Regions from separate parts of the Columba livia genome. Here region 1 is linked to region 2. A link is a contact called in public Hi-C data. All regions are on one chromosome and are shown on one strand. Each heading gives the region's core, a stretch centred on a gene start, on an enhancer-like site or on the middle of the called end of the contact. The rest is flanking DNA. Distances are from core to core; before and after follow the strand shown. Region 1 overlaps NECTIN1 (nectin cell adhesion molecule 1). Region 2 holds the start of NECTIN1 (nectin cell adhesion molecule 1).

Region 1 (3,209 bases), core at 109-2,608, 52 kb after region 2:
GAGGCCATCTGGGGAGCTCCATGAGCCCATTGACTTTAAGGTTCCTGCTGCTCACCCTGGCTGGAGCCAGCCCAAGTCCCCCCAGCTTCCCATTGCAGCGGGTGTTTGACTTTGCAAGGCTCTGGAGGAGCTTCGTGCAAGGAGCAGCTTGGGCTGACACATGTCCAAAAGGTAATTTCTCATGGAGTTTGACATTTTCCTACATGCCCATGGCTACAGCGAGAATCTCAGCTGGTGCTGGGTTTTTCCTTGACCCTTATGATTGAAGGGAAAAGAATGGAAATGTGACTTCAAGAAAAAATGTGTCCACAGGAAGTGGTGTCTTTTAAAATATCTAAGCAGTGTGATGAGCACAAGGGCTTCTGAAAGCTGGTTTCCTGTGGATCTGCATTTCATAGAATTACTTGGTGCCTGGAAATGCGCTTTTTCTATTCTGGGCCCTTCCTGCCCTTGGGAACAGCTTCTTGTCCCTGTGGGTTCTGTGATGTCTAATGAGGTTTAGCTCCCACCTCTCCCAGGGATTCCACTCTAGCTCTCTCCAAGAACTTTATGATAGGGATAATTTTGGCTCCTTGTCTTCTCAGATAGCCCTGAAACTGGCCAGTGGGTTCAGAAAGAATTAGATAAAGGACTGATGGAGTGGCAGGATGATTTGCATACTCTTTTTTTTTTTTTAAAAAACCAGTCGTTAGAAGAAAGATGTGATTTTTAAAATGTGTATCTTTGAAGGCACTCTTGTGATGGGGAAAGCCTGATTCGTCTGCAGTGGCAGCAGTGCTGTGCCTCTGGGTGCTGCAGGGAGAAGGCAGGAGGATGCTGGAGCCCTCTCGCCTTGAATGGAGGGATCAAAGAGAACCTGTGGGCTGGGCCGGGTGCCAGCGTGAAGCCCAGGGCAACCCCCATCTCTCTGCACTCCCAGCTGCCGCCCCAGAGGTCCAGCTCCTGGTATGGGGACAGGAAGCCGGGCTGAATGCAACAGCTGGCAGAGCCGGGCAGTGGGCAGATAGTGTTGCTGCTTTAATTCCTATTCATACAGCAGGAGGGGGTGGGAAATGTTTGGTTTTTTATGCTGGAATTAAAGCCTAGCTTGTTCCCCCTCCCTCCAACTCTGCTGTCTCCTGTTTCTCCAGTCCACTTCTCACAGCGGCTTTAATTCTCTCCAGACTCTTCCTAATGGATTTTTCACATGGGGCCCCCAGCACACTCAGGCATCGCACCAGTTTCCAGAAATTTCACGCACCCCTCGAACACAAAAAGGGGATCCTTTTCCCACACTTCCCCTTCTCTCCCCAGGCTGCTCTTGCGCTCTCTTTTGCACCCCAGGCACGAAACTCCGCGGGCAGCGGGGTAAATCCCCCTTTGTGGGACTGACAGCAATGGATGCGTGCGGAGCAACACCCGCCGGGAGCCGCAGCTGTCCCGAACCATTCATTAACCTGGCTGTTGGACACCGGGGCGCTGTGGCAAAGGGCTGCAGATGTGCCAGGCTGTGCCCGGCAGCTGCGCGGTGTGCCGGGGACAGGGCTGGAGGGACAAATCAAAGGGAGCCAGCTGCGGGGCAGAGGCGGGGGGTGGCACGCTGCACCCCACCGGCCCTCCCCAAGGGGACCTTGTGGCGGAGCCCGGCCCGGGGACCCCCCCGCGGGCTCGCCGCAGCGCAGCGGCGGTCTGTGCCGCCCTCCAGCGGCGGTGCCGGGCCGAGCCCGCCCGCTCCCGCTGCCCCCCCGGGCCGCCCATTCCCGCCTGGTCCTACCGCCCCAAAAACAGGGGCTCAGCCACATCCCCCGGCCGCACCCGCAGAGCCGCTCGCCTTTCCAGGCTGCGGGGGGAGTGGTGGGTGGACGAGCGTGTGGGTAGGGAGGGGGATGATTTCGGCTGCTGGCTTGCGATCTTCACGCTCTTCCCACAGTTCGGTTTTGTTTTCTCTGGCATGGGAACTGGGCCACCGCGGGGAGGACGGGGATGGGTTCTGAGCAGAAAATAGTTCCTTCCCTGAACATGTGAAATCCAGAACAGCGGCATGTTAGTTGTCGTGTCCACGGCATTGGCGGTGGCGGGGGGGGTGGCGTGAAGATGAGCAGCACAAAGGGCAGGAAAAATATATATATACATATATATATATATATATACATATATATATATATATATTAGAAAGGTAGAAAAACATCCCCCCCTTTCACTTCATCTGTTAATGAGGCTTTTCATAGAAAAGTGGGCCAAGCTGCTTTTGGTTTTGTGCACAGACTTGTCTCAGATCTGCCTGTTTTCCAGAGCTGGGAGGCAGGGGGGCTCAGTATGGCTGTCCCCAGCATGCACACTGTGTCTGGGTCTTTTCAGGGTGGGATGTTGGGACCCACAGTGCACAGAATCAGCCTTGCTGTGGGGAAAAGTGAGGTAGAAGGAGGCTTCAGATTGGAGTTGTGGGTGGGGGAAAATCAAAGTTACAGCCCCTGGAGTCTGAGCCAGCTCGTTGGCCTTTACATACACTTACTTAAGCTCTAGGTGAACCCCTGCTTTGTGCACAGTTTTGGAAATGGAGCTCCACGGGGTTGCAGAGGCTGCGATGGCAAGGGGCAGGCCTGGGAATGTGGCATGGGCAGGGGGAGCAAGTGCAAGGGCTGCACACATCCTTGGGTTGATTAAATTGAGCCCTCAGCAGCCAAGACTACCAGGGGATGGACGTGACATTTCTTGCTGTCTCTGCAGAGAAGCTTTGCATTAACCAGCTGGCTATGACAAGCCTTCTGTGGATGCAACATGTGGTTTTGGCTTTCCAGAACCCAGTCGCACCTCCCTGTGCTGAAATACATGCCCTCGCTCCTGCTCTCGGAGGCTGTCTTTGGAAAGAGATGCTAGTTCCTGCCTGCACAATGTCCTGCTTCTCATTGTGGCTGCAGCAGGGAGCCCCTCCATCTGCCTGTACGCCAGCCCGCTCTGCCCGGTGTGCTGTGCTGTGTGCGGTTTCAGGCTCGTGAGGCTTTGCACGGGGCAAGTCAGCACTGCAGAAACCGAGCTGCTGTTGTTGGGATGATGTTTCAGCAAAGGAAGGAGTGAAAAAGCTCTTGGGCATAAGCAAAGCGTTTATGCCGCAAGGATCAGCCCAGCAATTGCTCAGATTCAGTACCCGTGTCCAAAATCTGCAGCTGTTTTAGGAACTGCCTCTACCCAGGGGAAGCTTCTTTCTCCCCTCTTCCTTAGTGGCTGGGCTA
Region 2 (3,353 bases), core at 695-3,194:
ACCCACAAGCCGCCAGGAACAGCGCTCCCCATCCTAGCCCTCATAGTGAACATCTCGGGCAATTTGAGTGTTTGCCAAACCGTCACTGCTCCCCACGCCATGCAGTGCACTAAAGGGTTGCCAAGGGGGCGAACAGACCTGCCTGGTGTACTGCACAATCACAGCTTTGGCTATTCTCCTTCCTTTCACGGAGGAGAACCCCTATTTGCTGGGCCTGTGAGGGAAGCCCTGAGTCTGTGAAGTGAGGGTAACCAACCCAAGATGTCTTTGCCTGGGTTTGCAGAAGGCTTAACACACTAGTGCTGAGGTCTGGCCCATGCATCTCAACGGAGGCTCGCTCTGGTGCCAGTGGCAATACATTAAAAGGTAGACAGCAGAGTACAACATTGGGCAAAATATAACTTGGAACACTGTGTAATGTGAGGCACTTGATGGCAACTTCGAGAGACCTGCCCAGGGGAGTAATATCTCACAGGAGGTACCTCTTCGATGGAGATGAAAAAGGAGATTATGAGATTTTATGGATTCGAGTTGAAGCCAGATAAACACTGCAAGGGTGGAAAAACCAACCACTGAAACAACTGTTGCAAGGATTCTTGAAGATCTCCATAGCTTGCCTGTGCACAAGGTCAGGGGTTTGTGGTCCTGCAGCTTTACAGAAGAGGCAGGATGTGGAATCATGGAGGCAAGTTCAGCAGCCTCTGCTCTGCAAGCAGGATATCCAGAGGAATGAATCCCAGTGCTCTTGAAGTCTGTGAATCTATTAACTAAACCTCATTACTACGTAATAACTTTTGTTATTTCGGAACAAACCTTGTATGTGGCTAATCCGCTTTGTTACAGAGCTGCCCATCCTTCCCTTGAACAGGAATTAACTTCTAAAGGAATTAAAAGGAGGAGGAGACTGCTGGAGGGGTCCTTAGAGGTATCTTTTTATAGCTGCTGGCTGCCCCCCCTTCCCTTCTCCTGTGTGGTATCCTTCCCCACTGATTCTGTCCTTTTCTGCTTGCCAGGCATTGATTTGTTCCTGTGTTGTTCTAATGGAGCTTGAAATCAACATGACTTTGTTGTTGGTTGTTGTCATTGTTGTTCACATCTTTGTTTGGGGTTCAGCATCCTTGTGGAGGCCAGGCCAGCTCAGGAGCTGGCATTAGTAGGCTAAATACCTCCTTAGCAAAAGATCCACAAAGGCTGTGTCTGTGTCCACATAATAAGGGCTGTCACAAAGCACAGCAAAGCAGTGCCTCCCTCCTTCAGTGCTGATTCTGAATCTCCTCGCTTCTCGGTGCACACAGAATGTGTCCAGAACAAGCTCCTTCTTTCAGTAGGTCCCATGAAAATGCTGTATATTACACAGTATCTACATCCAAAGCATTTGTGAGTGTAAATCTAGATTCCATATGATAGCGATGTCTATTTTGCACATGGTTTCTAGAAGGTATTTTTATATGTCGTATCAATGGCCAGATAGGTAGGCTGCTGCCACTGCCAGCAGCCACGGCCCAGGCATTCCACCATCCGTAAGGGAATTCCGAAAACAAGTCTCTCAAGTCCACAAAACCTGGGTGCAGAAAAACAGCCTAAAAAGCACCTTAGGAAACCAACAGAGAGGTGCCCTGGGTTCCGAGATTGTCCCCCGCACGCACGCCGGACACCCGCCGAACAAAAGACAGCTGCCAGCAGCAGCCGGCTGGAGGGGAGAGGAGGCGAGGGGCGAGGCGGGGGCACCTTGTCCCCCCTCACCCCGCGGGGCCGAGGCGGGCAGACCCCGCAGCCGGGCGCACCCCGCAGCCGGGCGCGGCCCCGCGGAGCGGCCATCCCCGCGGTGCCGGAGCGCGGCCCGCGGTGGCGGCAGCCCGGGCTGCGCGGCAGGCAAAGGGTTAACGCTGCGCCCTCCTTCCGCTGTGCACTGACATCACGCAGGAGAGGGTGAGCGCCGCCCCGCCCGGGACTGTGTGCGTGTGCGAGCGACCGTGCCGCGCAGCCCGGGCAGCCCGCGTCCCCCGCCCCGCGGCCGGCCCGCTGCCGCCGCCCCCCGCCCGGCCATGGAGCACCGCAGCCGGCCCGCTGCCGCCGCCACCTCCGCCGCCTGAGCGCCGCCGGCGGCCCGCGAAGCGGAGGGCAGGCAGCGGGCGGGGGCTGCCGAGCCCCGCCGCCGGAGCCACGGGACCGCCGCGCTGCGAGCGGCGGCATCAGCCCGCGGAGGGCTCTCCCTCGCTTTTCTTTATTTGTTCTTCCTCCCCCCAGTCTTCCTTTTTGTTTTTTTTTTTCCCAAATTACATTTTCCCCCTCCCTTTCTCACTCGCCCAGCTCTGCGGACGTGCTCGCTCCCGGAGGGAGGCACCCGCGCTGCCGCGCCGCCCGCAGCCGGCCGGAGCGCCCCGCGCCCGCGGAGAGGGGCTCCGCGCCCCGCCGAGCCCCAGGGCCCCATCGGATGTGCGGAGCGTACCTCCGGCCGCCCGTCCTCCCGCCGGCTCGCCTGCTGGGCGCGCCACCTCTTTGTCCTCCTGCACCTACATTTTTTAAACCTTTTTTTTTAAAGCAGACCTGAAAATCACTGAAGGCGGGAAGGGTGGGGGGGCCCAGGGACGCTACCAGACCGACCCCTGCCCATTTCTTCTAAGGAACTCTCATGGCTTCACAGCTGCAGACAAGTTGCTGTGCATCTTGGTGGACTATCGGAGTTTGCATCCTGGCGGCCGCGCTCCTACCAGGTGAGCCGCTGCCGGTCGGTCCCCCCAGGAGGCGGTGGGCTCTGCCGGAGCGCTGCGGGGGTCGGAGCAGCCCCTGAGGAGGGCTACGAGGTGCCGACGCGGGGAAGGGCTGCGGGAAGGGCTGTGGAGAGGCGGGGAAGGATGGGATCGGCTTTTTGGGGTGCCCGTCCAGGTCTGGAGCAGGTGTGGAAGCATCTGCGTGAGGGTGGGAGAAAATCGGGGACGATTTCATCCTTGGCTTGGAGAGGAACAACACCCGATTGTTTGTTTTGGAAGCAGCTGCAGGCAGTGGGCTCCGGAGTCCTGGGAGCTGAGGCGGTTTGTTTGCTTTTTGGATCGAGCAGCGTCTAGCGAGGCATAGCAGCCAGGCTTCCCGGGAAAGGGAGCCACAGGGCTGGGTAATGAGCACAGATGTTTCAGAAGGAGAGATGGAAGGTTTCAGCTGTCCAGCACCCCTAAAATCCCCACTCCCCTCAACACAAACACTTCCCACGGGCTCTTTTGCAGAGAGATTGGATTGCTTACAGGTTTCAGACCTTCCTTTCACTGCTTTTACACTTGGATGCCTGATGGCATCTGATCCATCCCTTTGGTTTTGATCCATCCCTGGAAAGGAGGAGATGGGCAAAGATTTGGATT

The links. Hi-C and Micro-C count contacts between places; a contact is called where the count stands out from the background.
Region 1: a contact with region 2 is called in a Hi-C map of liver, with 5 times the contacts expected there. The contact joins the enhancer-like site here to the promoter of NECTIN1 in region 2. A contact is called at or near these places in 2 of 2 Hi-C or Micro-C datasets (crop and liver).

What each region holds. Positions count from the first base shown.
Region 1 is chr24:1,776,038-1,779,246 of bColLiv1.pat.W.v2, forward strand. All of the region lies in intron 5 of NECTIN1 (nectin cell adhesion molecule 1), which reads left to right. Among named protein-coding and RNA genes, the nearest start is that of NECTIN1, 53 kb to the left of the region's middle. Within about 2 kb of position 1,359, at least 1 of the 3 cell types and tissues checked has an H3K27ac peak away from gene starts, as active enhancers do.
Region 2 is chr24:1,722,981-1,726,333 of bColLiv1.pat.W.v2, forward strand. NECTIN1 (nectin cell adhesion molecule 1) reads left to right here and starts at 1,945. Exons shown (of 9, transcript XM_065040277.1): 1 at 1,945-2,714. The coding sequence starts at 2,633.